Regions from separate parts of the Mus musculus genome. Here region 2 is linked to region 1. Evidence: chromatin contacts called from public HiChIP or PLAC-seq data. All regions are on one chromosome and are shown on one strand. Each heading gives the region's core, a stretch centred on a gene start, on an enhancer-like site or on the middle of the called end of the contact. The rest is flanking DNA. Distances are from core to core; before and after follow the strand shown. Region 1 holds the start of Dyrk4 (dual-specificity tyrosine-(Y)-phosphorylation regulated kinase 4). Region 2 has its middle 14 kb from the start of Gm34148.

Region 1 (4,447 bases), core at 1,339-3,838:
ACTGAAGCACAGTGCACAAAAGCTGCAGTGAGTTTCATAGGAAATGAAATAAAATGACCTAATAAATTACATTATTTTCAAATAAATTAATTTTAGTTAGTTGAGATTAATTACATTTTAAAAATAAAATTACTTTAAAAATTACATTTTATTACAGGAATGATTGAAGACAATACACTTAGCTTATTGCTGCAGGGATGAGCATTTGCAAAATGAATCTAAAATGTAGATTCGCACACATTCATGTACAGGGTAGAAGCTCCTGCCCTCCCAAGCCACTCTCTCCTCCTGGATTTAGCAGCACTTTCCAAGAGGAATTCACGTTGTCATGACTTTAGTGTCACTTAGTTATCCCAGAAAGCTGCTTAAGTTTTTGTCTCACCTTGATCCTGAGTCTCGTGGAGCTAGGGGTGGTGAGCTGCCTTTTATTATTTTCAATTCCTTGCAAGGCTGAGCGTGGTGATGGGTCTCTAGTGAAACCTCTGTGTACATTTGCTGGAAGAGGAGAGAGCTGAGAGAACTTAGATGAATTCACCAAAGAAGTCAGGGCATCAACCGAGCCCTGACGACTGTGCTCAGGGTGAAGGATGACAGATAAGGAAATGGACTCCTTGTTCTCAAGAAGTCTGGAATCGGGGAGCCTCAGAGGTGTCAGCATTACTGTTACTAAAATTGTGTTGTGTGGCATTTTAAACGTGTGCATTTGTACCTAAAGGACACTCACGTCCAAAAGGAAAATATGTCTCTTGAGGTTACCTCGTGCGACTTCGTTATTCTTACTTGCAGTCTGCGGTGGCTTGATCTTTATGTCCTCAGGATTGTCCTCGGGATAGATGTGGTGGTAGCATTTAGAGTTAACCTGTTTAATGTACTTGAGACAAGGCCAATTCAACTCCTCAGCCCTTCTACGTGAGTCCCTGAACCCTTCATGATCCAGTGACCTAATCATAAGGGCTGGAGGTTTGCGAACCCTTACACCTACGCCCTCACCTAGCACAGCGGCTTTGGGTCTGATGCGTACCTATCAGTGCTGGAGTGGTCCTGAGACAGAGACAGTTTTCCCCGATAGCCCACTTTATACTCAGATCTTAATTTACACTTGGTGGGTGCTTATCGGAGGGTAATGATATTACACAAGATATTCCCTCCCACTGTTCCTTGCTATCCTCAGAAAAGCACAGAGAGCGGATCTATTCTCCTTTCTGTTCAAGATTTCTTTAATTTATACAACATAGAAAATCTTGGTTTTCTCTCCTACACCTGCTTCACCCCAGGCACCCTGTGGGGCTTTGCCCACCTTTCCTTCCATGATAGAGCATCCATCCCACATTGTCCTTATTTTATGGAATCTCTCCTAAAGTGGCTACTGTTTCCAGGAATATAGTGTTCTTACCATCCCTAGGTAGTGTATTTATTACATCCCTGCTGATCCTGGTGGCTTGATGAATATAGCCTATACTAGCCTTTTCTTCTTTTTAGATGAGTGCTAGGGTCAGCTAAAATCATAATTCACTGCCTCGGGATCTTGCACATTTGAGAAGTAGGCATTTTAGCTCAGGTGTAAACAATTTGGAGTTGGTGAGGGCAAAGTCAGAGAAGTGGTTGCCATATTGCCAGACGTGACTTCAGGTTCCCATCTTCTCCTGGGTATTGAAAGTTTAAATCCCAGAATCAGTAAGGCATGGCCCAGAATCTCACTCTGTAGCCCAAGCTGGCCGGACATTTGCTGTGTTGCAATGTTGACCAGGCTGGCCTCAAACTTAAAGGTCTCTTGACTCAGAGATTACAGGAGTAGGCCATGTTCGAAGATTCCTTAGAATTCGACCATCCCCATCTCATCCCTCAGGCAAAAAACAAAGGACATTCTCATGAGATGTTTCCCAGTTTTCAATCTTTATCCAAAGTGTGAGTTAAGACTGGGGAAGCTGGTGTTTTTTAAAATCATGTCTGAAAGAACAATGTTTCCTAAGTCCCAGCAGGCCTGGATATTTCAGACAGTGAACGCTCAGAGGGTGTGGAGCCACCACCTTAAGTAAACTATGTTGCTAAGTACTGGGGTTTTTCCTGCAGTGCAAACAAGTGAGGGAAGTTGATCTGGGCTTGTGATCCATACGGTCCTTGGTACACTCTGTGTCAAAGGACTGGGGTGTGTGTCTGTGTGTATGTCTGTGTCTTTGTGCTGTGTGTGAAAGAGACAACGATACCACGTGCAGAGACGGTGTGAAAAAGAATCTGCTCCATGCCCCAAGTTGCTAGAGTCAGGACCATTCCCCGCCCCCATTCTGGCACTCAGCGGGAGTCCCTAACACAGTGTTCCTTTAGTAGGAGTCAGGATGCAGGCGAGCCGCAGCTGGCAAGAGCTAAACCTCTTCTCCTTCGCGCACCCGGCCCAGCCCTCGCTCTTACTTCCCTTCTCCCTTTCCACTTGCCCCTTGAGGACCCAGCCCTAGTTGGCTCAGGGTTTGCGCCCATCGCAAGCCTCTTCTCTTAGGCGCTTACTCTGTCCGGGTGAGGGCAGGAAGTCGGAGGAGCTGCATCCGGCTGTCACAGACAGGGATCCCTGCAGAGGTTTAGGAGGAACCCTCAACCAGGCGCAGAGGGGCCACACCCTCCTAGCGTTGCTGTAGAAACCGCTCAGGCCCTTTTTGTGACTCTGAGCTGAATAGGCTTACCCCACTTAAGGCCCAAACCATCTTTCGCATAGGCCAAAAGAATACATCTCTCCCCAACCTCGTTTTCTCTCTCCAATTCATGGATCACCCAAGGTATGAGTGAAATCCCAGGACCCTGAGATTAAAGTTGGCTGGACAGGCCAGACTGGAAAATTTCTAAGATCTTTCAAAAACAGTATGTGGAAGTAGATAAAAGCCCTGGATAGAATTTTCTTATAAGATGTACACTTCGACTGTACTAAGTTTCAGAAAGAACCACATGGAACTGTGACAGTGGCATGTCCTGATGGGCTCTGATACCAGGAAGGGACTCACTGAAAAGAAGCAGAGTTGAGTTTAGCGTTCAAGTCCTTAGACATTTAGCTGAGTACCCGAGGCAGCTGTGACGGGCAGACTGCGGTGTTTATGTGGTTCCCCAGGAAGCTGTTCATTCTGACTTAATGTTTGAGACAAGTTTCACTACATAGCCCTGGTTGGCCTGGAACTGTGTAGACCAAGCTGGCCTTGAGCTGGTAGGGAAGCATCGTCCTCTACTAGGATTAAAGGTGTGTGTCACCATAGCCTGTTCATGCTTTTATTTTGGGAATGCAGTGTCAGTAACGTCTTGAATGGATACACAACGGGGTGAGGAGTAGCAGCGAGGACCAGTCCATCAGAACACAGATAGACCAAAGCACAGGCATGATACGGTGGCGAGTGTAACATGAGAGAGCTACAGTGAGTCAAGGAGTAATCTGCTCTTTGGGTATGATGATTGGGGTAGGTAAGACCAAGCGAGGAAGAGGTGCGACCGCGGCCAGCAACTGATGGTTATTAACCCTTGTAGCTAGGCCGGTTTTAACACACTTTGAAGTTTTTATTTAGTGTGTCTGAGTATGTATTACATATGTACATGCACCACTGGAGTGCAGGTGCCCGTGGAGTCTAGAAGAGGGTGTTAGATCTGCTGAAGTGGAGATTCAGGCAGTTTTAAGCCACCTGATATGGGTGCTGGAAAACAAACCTGCGTTCTGTGCAAGAGCCGCAAGCGCCTTTAAGCACTGAGCCATCTCTCTCCAGCTTCTGAGGGACCTTATGACTACAAAGAAATAATGCGAATCATAATAAAACCCAAGTCCCTCCAGTGAGTATTATATATTTATAACAATGGTTATTGCTCAAAGCATACAAATTAACTCAAAACCAGGTAACTAGGTGGGTGTCACAGCACCCACCACCACTAGGGAGGCCGTGGCAGAAGGAAGGATGGTAGGTTCAAGGACAGCCTGGGCTACATAGGAAGCCCTGTCTCAAAAATCAGAACCAAAATCACGCAGATTGCTAACTGAAGATTGGGATTTTAAGGACGGTGGAGCAGGTAAGGTGGAGAATACAGTGTAAGCATATATATGAGTAAGAAGATGTACAAAAGCAATGGTCACTTAAATCAAAGCTGCTTGTCCTCACGGTAACACAGATGTCTCATAGCTGAGAACTAGGCGAGGCATGCACATTTTACAGTAAACATTAGACTTTATTAAAGTAATCAGAAACAAGTTGATTTCTTACTATAAAAATAATTGCTTTTACTGACAGTAAACCAGAGCTTCCTGAGACGATGCATCAGCTGTGACAGGGGCGTGGAGGTGACAGCTTTCAACCTTGGGCTTCATCTCAATGATGAAGACACTCCTCCCCCTGCTTATTTTGACCACAGAAGACTCATTTTAGCAACACGTACACATGCAGGTACATACATGGTATCAATGAGCATAGCTTACATCTTTTCATGTTTA
Region 2 (4,447 bases), core at 1,168-3,667, 510 kb after region 1:
TTGACAGCATTGTGGGAGTTGACAGACGGTTGTCAGGGTTCCTCCATTGTATTAGATTCACAAGTGTTGGAACTGCCTCTCTTGTGACATGGTTTCTGGGACAATTCACTAACCCAGTATCCTTCCTGGTTCTTCCACTACTTCATCAGTATCCTCTTTAAGATGCCACCTCCACTATTTTTTTGATTTTTCGAGACAGGGTTTCTCTGTGTAGCCCTGGTTGTCCTGGAACTCACTCTGTAGACCAGGCTGGCCTCGAACTCAGAAATCCGCCTGCCTCTGCCTCCCAAGTTCTGGGATTAAAGATGTTTGCCACCATGCCCGGCTCCACCACCTCCACTTCTAAACAGAGAACGTGTAAATGTTCAAGAGGGAGGCATTTGATATAGTGACATGAGGGAGATGGCCATTCTCTAATGAGGAAATGATTTACGCTACAATGCAAGGGAAAATCAACTTTAGGGCCTTGCATGTTCTAGGCAGCCTATTTACTTCTGAGCTCTATCTCCAGCCCCAATGCCAGGTTCATGGGTGCAGAATGTAAGTTTATACACCTCACTTTAGATAGCTCTTTCCATGTAGCTCCTTGGGACATGCAAAATAAAAGAACTAATGAACCAACAACAACAACAAAAAAACCCAACCAACCAACCAAACCTTCAGGTATATATAGCAACAAGTCAACAGTTGTTTACATTGTAAAGGAACAGTAACTTTTCTCTTCTATCAGTCTGCCCTTTGTGCTGACGACTATATATTTCTTTCACAATTTAAAAAAAAATTACAGATTTGACAGTGCAGGAGAACCATGATACCCGTAACAAGCCACAATGCTCAAGTGCCAACAAGGCCAACAATAGCCCTGGCCTCACCACCCTTGCTCTGAACAAATTCTTAGCAAGCCTTATGGTTTGTTAATTTTTTTATTAGATATTTTCTTTATTTACATTTCAAATGTTATTCCCTTTCCTGGTTTCCTCTCTGAAAACCCCCTATCCCATTCCCCCTCCCCCTGCCCACCAACCCACTCACTCCTGCCTCCCCACCTTGGCATTCCCCTACACTGGGGCATCAAGCCTTCTCAGGACCAAGGACCTCTCCTCCCATTGATGCCCAACAAGGCCATCCTCTGCTACATATGCAGCTGGAGCCATGAGTCTCTCCATGTGTCCTCTTTGGTTGATAGTTTAGTCCCTGGGAGCTCTGGGGGTACTGGTTAGTTCATATTGTTGTTCCTCCTATGGGACTGCAAGCTCCTTCAGCTCCTTCTATCCTTTCTCTAGCTTCTCCATTGGGGACCTTGTGCTCAGTCCAATGGTTGGCTGAGAGCATCCACCTCTGTATTTGTCAGGCAATGACAGAGTCTCTCAGGAGACAGTTATATCAGGTCAAGGTTTGTTCATTTTTTGTTGTTGTCTGATCATTTTTCTTGCATCTGGACCAAGAATTGTTTCTTTGGTCACGCCGAAATTTTCTTAATAAAATTCTTGAGTTTTTTTTTTTTTTTTCATGTTGTTCTACTTTAGTGCTTCAAAGGACTGAGATTTTTTTTCTTTTCTTTTTTTAACCTCAATAAAGAACCTTTGTTTTCCTCCAATCCACCTCGCTGTGTTTCTTTTGGCTTCTTGTTGGTGGAAGCCCATGCTGCCTCTGACACATGGCACAGTGTTAGTTACTCTTTTAGTTTTGTGTCAGTCTACATGTGCAAGCTGACAAATCGTTTGTGTCACTGGGCCCAAACAAGGGCTGGTGGCATCCTGTTCATTCCTTCCTTGAGTTAATGAGACTCTGTTGACTTTCTGGATGCAGTGGTTGGTCCCACAACACCTTCAACCAGTAGGTCCTTCAATCTAGCTATCCAGCTTATAAAATGCATTGTCCACAGCCTTGCTGAGAGACTCGTTAAAAACAACCTTGTGAGGTTTGGATATCTTTCAAAGGAGAAAAACATGAGACGGTGATAGTATGGTGTGGTTTGTTCTACGTTGCTTGCCCTGGCTGCTGGAGATCACCACTTCCTTTGCTAAGTGATTACAATCTCTTTAATAATGCAGGTTAGAGTTTGCTGTGGATCAAAGCTAAGCTAAGCTAAGCTGTGCCATGCAGCATTTCACTAACCTACACATTCCTAGCTTTCAACAACTCGGAGAGTTGCCCATCACTAATCCTTTGGCATGAATACCAAGACTCCTGACGATGGCTCTGTGATTAAATCTCCAGGTTCGTTGTATCCCCAGGAATCTGCCTTAGATCCAAGGTGGGTACATGTTTTTCACGAAGCTTCACACTGAGGGCTGCAATTTCTTCTTCCCCATCTTTATACCACCCTTTCCCCTTGGAGACAGAGTTGATGGAAGCTAGGCAGGTCTTGGGTAACTCTGGCTGTCTGTCATCTGCTAACATTACACCATCTGCTCCAAGCACTGGCCCTGGATCTTCCTGTTCCCAGCGCACTTGCACAAAGTTGATCTTGCTGTCACTGGGCAGTTTCTGCAAGTCTCAGGCTTGTTTTGAACTCCAGCCTTGGAGTGGTACAGGTCCGAGGCAACTCCCCTTTTCCTTTGGTTATGTTTCCCTCTTTCCCCTTTGAAAACCCGAGAGTGGGTTCTGGGGAGCTTCTCGTCACTTTCTAGTCAGGACCACTGGTGAATACATTGCCAGAATTTAAATTAGGAAATGTCGTGGCTTTAATCTGGCTGCCATGCTCTTCGGAAGAACACATCAGTAAGAAGGCAGAAAGAAGCTCTTTAGGTTTGCATCATACGACATCACCAAGTAGACTCAGGTGAGCAGCCGGTCCAGCTTTGTATCTTGCAGGATGAACATGCTAAGTCTTCCCCGGAAAACTGCAGGACAAGTGATTTTTTTTTTAAAGTCATTCTTAGCTGCCTTAAGCAAGGATGTAGAAGAAGGGTTAGTTTCAGTGTATTGTGCAAAGAGAAAGAGGGAACAGGGGAGAGATCAGAGGAAGAAGGAGACTGGAGCTAGGTTTCCAGCGGCATCATCTTCAGATGAGTTTAAAGGGAGGGAGCGAAGCACAGGTCAAGTGACTTTTGATAACTTCGCTCACAACACAGAACCTAGAGCCAGGAGTTGGGCCCAGGCGGCACGATTGGACGGTTTATTCTCACAGGTGACTAACAGGCAGCTTATGGGACCACTCAGCCCAGAAACGTGGATCACTGTGATCATTTAAGAATTCAGATTCTCAAGCCGGGCGTGGTGGCACACACCTTTAATCCCAGCACTTGGGAGGCAGAGGCAGGCAGATTTCTTAGTTCGAGGCCAGAGTGAGTTCCAGGACAGCCAAGGCTACACAGAGAAACCCTGTCTCGAAAAAACCAAAAAAAAAAAAAAAAAGAATTCAGATTCTCCATCAAATTCTAGATTGGTAGCTTCTTTTGAACATCTCAGGAGCCATGTTTTTTGCTTTGGAGCAAAACCTTTAACATCGTGCTCGATCCCTACAGAGAGTGGGCTCACTCTAGCGGGCGGCTCACATTCCCCAATGACTTTGTTTATTTACATTCTCTACTGGGTCTTGATAGACATCTGAGTTTGGAGAGCTGCTTCCTTGCTTCCTGTGGAAGACTTGTTCCCTGGTTTCCAAGAGAAAGCCTTCAGCCTTATAGAAAAGAAGAAAACAAGGACAGCAAAAGTCAACTATATGACCGCTACACTGAGGTTAGGGTTGTTATTCCCCCTGGATAATGGCTGCCCAGAAACTTGAGAGGTTCTGAAATGACTGGGCTTCATTTCTTCAGCTCATCTCTGGCCCCTTCATTTGCAAAGGCGTGTCCACTTTCAGCACTGTGTCCTCAGGCCACAGAGTCTAATGAGAACACCACCGGAGACCGTAGAACCTCTAAAAGTGGGTTCTGGGATGGCAGGGCGTCGGGGAAGGGGGCATTTCTTGTGGACTCTTGAGGATGTAAGATAAATGAGACTCCGTAGAAAGAAGAGGACAGGCAGACTTGTGTGTTAGTAAAGAGACTGGAAGAGTGGGCTGGGATGAGGGTAAGGATGCTGTGCTGAAGTTTCCTAGGTGGTTCTGGTGGACTTCAGCAGATCAGAGGGCCAACAGAAATCTGGGCAGTAAAGACTGTTCTTGAGGTTTCAGATGGGACAAGGACTCTGTTAGGAAAGGATCTGGGACATTCATGGAACATTCAGTAGAGTCTCTTGGCTATTTATTTATTTATTTATTTTAAGATTAATTTATTTATTTTATGTATGTGAGTACACTATTGCTGTCTTCAGACACACCGGAAGAGGGCATCGGATCCCCATTACAGATGGTTGTGAGCCACCATGTGGTTCCTGGGAACGAACTCAGGACCTCTAGGAAGAACAGTCAGTGCTCTTAACTGCTGAGCTATCTCTCTAGCCCGTCCCTGGGCTTTTTAACAAGGTTGGAACTGGGAAGATGTCTGCCACTCTTGAAGAT

The links. HiChIP or PLAC-seq counts read pairs in DNA pulled down with a chosen protein or histone mark.
Region 2: a contact with region 1 is called in an H3K27ac HiChIP or PLAC-seq map of regulatory T cells, with 6 times the contacts expected there. The contact joins the enhancer-like site here to the promoter of Dyrk4 in region 1. A contact is called at or near these places in 11 of 39 promoter capture datasets (the C10 cell line, the HPC-7 cell line, cranial neural crest and 7 more), 1 of 15 datasets of contacts at CTCF or cohesin (CD8 T cells), 4 of 484 Hi-C or Micro-C datasets (CD8 T cells, granulocyte-monocyte progenitors, liver and 1 more), 9 of 115 datasets of contacts at active chromatin or transcription factors (Th17 cells, bone marrow-derived macrophages, craniofacial prominence and 6 more) and 1 of 9 other capture datasets (liver).

The regions. Positions count from the first base shown.
Region 1 is chr6:126,919,251-126,923,697 of GRCm38.p6, forward strand. Dyrk4 (dual-specificity tyrosine-(Y)-phosphorylation regulated kinase 4) reads right to left here and starts at 2,589. Exons shown (of 15, transcript NM_207210.2): 1 at 2,500-2,589. The coding sequence starts at 2,537. Rad51ap1 (RAD51 associated protein 1) reads right to left here. Exons shown (of 9, transcript NM_009013.4): 9 at 4,165-4,447.
Region 2 is chr6:127,432,359-127,436,805 of GRCm38.p6, forward strand. No RefSeq gene overlaps it. Among named protein-coding and RNA genes, the nearest start is that of Gm34148, 14 kb to the right of the region's middle. Within about 2 kb of position 2,418, at least 26 of the 459 cell types and tissues checked have an H3K27ac peak or open chromatin away from gene starts, as enhancers often do. A contact at or near this core is called in CD8 T cells, effector CD8 T cells and regulatory T cells, where this site is marked.